2 separate regions of the Lactuca sativa genome follow, and region 2 is linked to region 1. Evidence: chromatin contacts called from public Hi-C data. All regions are on one chromosome and are shown on one strand. The core of a region is the stretch at or near the end of the contact, and the rest is flanking DNA. Distances in the headings are between cores, read along the strand shown.

What was found. A called contact is a pair of places that touch in the nucleus more often than the background predicts.
Region 2: a Hi-C map of leaf shows a contact between it and region 1, with 5 times the contacts expected there. The contact joins the promoter of LOC111897544 here to the promoter of LOC111897546 in region 1. A contact is called at or near these places in 3 of 4 Hi-C or Micro-C datasets (leaf and seed).

What each region holds. Positions count from the first base shown.
Region 1 is chr5:131,660,416-131,663,115 of Lsat_Salinas_v11, reverse strand. It overlaps LOC111897546 (zinc finger protein CONSTANS-LIKE 4), which reads left to right and starts at 1,371. Exons shown (of 2, transcript XM_023893500.3): 1 at 1,371-2,189; 2 at 2,285-2,700. The coding sequence starts at 1,419. The coding sequence ends at 2,626.
Region 2 is chr5:131,960,782-131,963,678 of Lsat_Salinas_v11, reverse strand. It overlaps LOC111897544 (E3 ubiquitin-protein ligase MBR2), which reads right to left and starts at 1,264. Exons shown (of 6, transcript XM_042902563.2): 1 at 948-1,264; 2 at 1-359. The coding sequence starts at 338.

The DNA.
Region 1 (2,700 bases), core at 122-2,621:
TATATATATATATATATATATATATATATATAAAGGTGATAGGTGTTTGTGTACATTTTTTTTTTGTAAAATACGTTTTTATATACATTTTTTTATAAAAACGGATTTGTATATATTTATATACTTAATAAATACATATTTTTATAACTAGATATTTCATATACAAAATCTTCTTAAAAAAACTTTTTATATAGAAAATATAAGATTTTTATGTGAAAATACGTTTTTTTTTTGTATAAATATGATTTTATAAAGAAAAAACATATTAGAACAATTTTTTGAGAAAAAAGTTGTAAAAAAGACTTAAGTTAGGATGAATTCATAATAAAATTCTTAAATTTGGGCAAAAAATTGTAAAGTTTGGACCATATTTGTAACAAAATTTCAAAATATGGGGCAAAAGTGTAAATTTTGGACCAAATTAGTAATAATTTTTGAAATCTGGGTCTGAAATGTAATTTTTGAAAGTTGGATGACATGTTGACCGGGTCAAAGGGTTAAATTGAATACGATTACCGGTATTTGAGACTTAAGGGAATAAAAATAAAATATAGGGACTAAATCGATTATGAGGTCAATATGTAGGGAATTTATTGCAGTTTTTCTTTTTAAAATTTTATCGAATAAGGGAGGAGGGAGTCGTTCCCTCCCAACCCACTATCACATCAATTTTTGTCTCTTCTTTTTTTTCATCTTTTCCAACCTACAACACACAAAAATCATATCTTTCTCAACCACTCAACCCACCCAATTAAAAAATACAAAACAACTAAGATACAAGTTTTAAAACACATGATACAAGAGAAAATGAAAGAGAGAAAGTAGAGAGGTGATTAAGTGGATCAGTGAAACCAATTAACCAACCCATTGAAGCGGGAGTGGTATCGCCGGTAACTCTATTGCTAATTAAGATTTTACTTTTGATTATTGTATTTTTTTAATTAAATGGGTTGAATGGATTCAAAAAAATAGGATTGTTATTTGTTGTGGTTAGAAAAAATTAAGAAAAATAAAAAAGAAAAAATAGTGTGGGTACTCTATCCTTTCTAACCGGAAAATTTTATAAATGAAACTCTTAACTCCTTAGATCCGTAACCGTAACCATGTTGTGTAAGAAGTTTTGATATTATCCGTTTAAAGCTATATAAATAGTAACTAAATACTCTTACTGTCTTACAATGTAAACATAAATCTTTCGAGTTATAATGCCAACTTTGTCCGAATCCAAACTTTGGTCCTCACTCAATTATACTAGAAAAGTCCCCTCCACCCATTTTGGGTAAGATTCCGACACGTGTCAATCCATTATTCGTCCTCTACTCCTTTTGGATAGCTTTTAAGATATCGGAGAGAGAATGTGATTTCACTGAAGAACCAAAACCCAAAATCAATTAAACAAAAGCCATCAAATATACTCCATGAGCAAAGAGAGCTGGAACATGGCTGCGACCCTTTGTGATTCCTGCAAAACAACGTCGGCAGCTTTGTTCTGTAGAGCAGACTCCGCCTTCCTCTGTATACCATGCGACGGCAAGGTCCACGCGGCGAACAAGCTCGCGTCTCGCCACGCGCGTGTGTGGATGTGTGATGTTTGTGAGCGAGCTCCGGCGAGCTTCACCTGTAAGGCGGACGCTGCCACCCTCTGTGTTACCTGTGACCGCGAAATCCACTCAGCAAACCCCCTCGCCCGCCGTCACGAGCGGTTTCCGGTGGTGCCATTTTATGATCCTGCAACTGCCGTGTCGAAGGTAGGTGGTGGAGGTGATAATGATAATGATAACAACGACCACCATTTCCTATTGGATTTTGATGTTAACGTCGCCGGAACTGAAGCTGAAGAAGCGGAAGCTGCTTCGTGGCTTATCCCAGATCCAAATATAAACAAAATCGTTGATGGATCTGAGGATGATAATAAATCGGAGTACTTGTTTAACGAGATCGATCCATACCTTGATATAGATCTGAAAACGCCGGATCAAAAGGCTAATCAGATCATTCGCAGATACAATTCCCCAACCGATGGAGTTGTTCCGGTGCAAAACAAGATCGAAAATCGCCATTACCAGATGCCACCACATGCACATGCTTCTTCTCCAGATGTAGTGGAGGGATTACCTGCATATGACGTCGATTACACCGGATCTAAGCCTTTCATGTACAACTTCACCTCTCAATCCGTCAGCCAAAGCGTAAGTGCAATCCAAACCAAATCCGAATACTTATAATTCATTATAACAACTTCAATTTCATTATATCAACTAATCAGGATATATTTAATCATCAGGTATCATCATCTTCACTGGAAATCGAAGTAGGCGTCGTACCGGACCACAACGCAAACGCAACCATGGCGGATGTATCAAACAACCACCACCACCCATCATTACCGGAAGTATATCCGACTCCTGTGTCGGGTTTCGATCGTGAAGCCAGGGTTTTAAGATACAAAGAAAAGAGGAAGAACAGGAGGTTTGAGAAAACGATTCGATATGCTTCGAGGAAGGCATACGCAGAAACAAGACCCAGAATTAAAGGACGATTCGCCAAGCGAACTGAAATCGATCTAGAAGTGGAAGACACCTTCATTTCCCCAGATTCCTCATACGGCATCGTTCCATCCTACTAATTATGTTTTTCTTTTACATTTTTTTCGTCCATGTGTGTTTTTTGTTAATCCATGTGTATATATATTAGATGACC
Region 2 (2,897 bases), core at 15-2,514, 300 kb before region 1:
CTACTTGAGTCTTTAGGGATCCTTTCTATCTTCTTTTTCTCGGATTCTGGTGGAGGTTTTTTCACATTGGTCACTGAAGAACAAGTCTTTGATGAGCTTCCTGTAACTTCCTTGAGAGAAGATGAACGGAGGGAAGGCTTTGAACTTGAAGCTTTTGGCTTCTCTAGGCATTTGTTTTTAGCAACTTTAGTGTGGTTAAGTCTGCCACAGCAACCAATTCGGTTGCAGAATTGAGGACTTCCATTTTGAGAGCCAGCAGTATCTTTCAAAGCAGTCACTGATCTCTTTTTTGGGGCAGCAATCCCACCAACAGCCTGTTTACTATAATCTACATCCATATAACTGCCCCTTTAAGCCTCCTATCTGCCACAAAACTCATCATCAAGCCATAGAAAACCCTAAAATCCTAAATTGAAGCAAGAAATATACGAATTACAAATCAGAAAGCTCAACGATTCTAGGATACACCCTAAAATCCCAAACAGAAACAAGTAATTCACAATAACTCCTCGAAGAAATATAAACAGAACGAAACGATTGATTAACTGCGTGTGTAGATAGATGCACATATAAAGTTTATTTGCATGCTTTGAGGTAAATAATCAAAGAAGAAAGTATATCATATGATTCTTATCTTTTTCAAATAAAGAATCATAAAAAAAAAAAAAAAAAAACCTCGAAGAACGAGGTACGTAAAGTTATTCCGTCTTTCGATATCGATACGATCGTAATCACGATCATCGATGAATTTACCTAACGTATTTCATCAACCTTAAACATCAAACGTCAAAAGCAAATCAACGAACCTAATATTAAGTCGCTTGTTAAGAAGATGTATTTTGATCAAGTAAAGAGATGGAAGAAGATGTATTTTGATCAAAAAATACGATAAACCTGAATCGCCGATGATACAAAATTAGAATGAATAGGGTTTGTTATAGCTTTACCTTATTGGTCGTGTGTATGAGATAAAGCAAACAGGAGGAGAGAGAATCCGAAGGTGATGTGGGACTAATCCATCCACTATATAATAATGACGATTAGAATATGGAAAGATGACAAAATTGAAAGAAGCTAAAATTCCGGCCTGCCGAGAGAAATTGTCGCATTTGAACCTCAGAATCAGAATCCGTTCGTTCAATGTCAACGGCCGTCTCAGGTGGATCGTGGCATCATGATCCGGAGCTTATCATGGACATGGACTCGGTGGGGTCGGTTGCCTTTGGCCTGCAACTAAAACCAGAACTTTAAGGACGATTGGATTGCTTGATGGTTTTTTTGTGAGGATTTGAATTTGTCGAAATATTTTTAAATTTGTGAAAGAATTGGGATTTGAAACGATTTGGAATTGATTGTGGTTTAGGTTGTAAAATCTTTGAACAAAAATAAATAAAATATGTTTTGTAATCTTGTTTAGTTTTTTATTTTAAGAAAAATAGAAAATCTCATAGAAACCTAATCTATTAACTTAAAAAAACAACCTAATCCACTATCGCTTAATACTTATATCAATTTTTAGTATATTTTAACCACAGCATTTTTTATGTTAATACATCGTAACGGCTTGCCCCAAGCCCCCAACCAACTTGTTGAATCAAGAAACAAACAGTAAATGATAATTACACAAAGATCATAATACAAATTATAACATTCTATTGATTAAATAATGTTTATAGCTCAAATATTACGTTGTATAACATGAACCGACAAAACGAGCAGCGCTCATCCCCGCCGCCACTAGGATGCAGTCCTCCAATCTCCTCCGTTGAAGCAAATGTCCTTCAACGCCTGAACCATAGACAAACTGACGCCCGACAGTTGAGGTGCTCGATCCAAGGAGATCACCATGCGAGGATAACCAGGACCGACCAGGTCGTTGTTAACCTACAACCACCGATCCTGCAAATTCATCATGTTCGCTCTTTGATTAACGATGAACGCGTGATTATTTTGCCGCTGAGAAAAAGTATGCACACCAGACTGGGTGGATGAATTGAAGAAAGTCTGGAAATCCCGAAGTTGGGGAAGAATACCCAAGGCTTGGCAGTTTAATTCGAACCCGACGATCTTATTGACGGTATTAGGAGTAAGATCATCCACAGAGAATCCATACTCATGCATGACTTCATCAAAGAAATCTGATATTAGCAACCGCAACACTGCCTCGAAAATCGACACAAGGACTCCAACCTTCCCTACCGGTGGTTGATAGATGATAGCCCTTCCTTCGGAAATTACATATCGTGCTCTGACATAAACCCAAACCGAAACTAAAGGGATTCGAACTCTTTTGGTGTTGGATCGTTCCCAGATCACGCGGACGTCATTGCCTTCCAATAACGACGACAAGACGAAAGAGAAAATAAGCAAGGAGAAGGTAGAGGCAATCGAAGAAGAGGAAGTAGAAAAAAGAAAGTAAAATCGATCCTGATAAAGGAAGGTTTAAATACAAAGCGGGAAAACCGAACAATTGTCATGATGAAACCGTTTGCGCAGACGGCTCCATCACATCAGTGGACATCAGAACCATCTACACCAACCATGTGTCGTGATCTAAGCTATAACAACTCAGTTATCCCAGGATAACGCTGACTTAGACTAGCCTAAGAGACTTGCTAACGTATCCCTCTAGGAATATGTCAAAGATAACAAAATGGTTATCTAAAGGACGACCTAGCTAATGGTCACTACCCAATTTAAGTAATTAGGTCATGGTCCCTCACCCTCGCGACCTCACGCTTAGAACCCATCGCTTTAGCACCAAGGTCCAATTCAGAACAAGAAACTCCAGTCTAAAATAAGACCAAATAGTACTGGCCACTCCCCATAGCAACAAATGTAGCGCCCAAGGCGCTGTCCTCTGTTAATTCTGCACCAATAGCAGATAACCGCTAGTA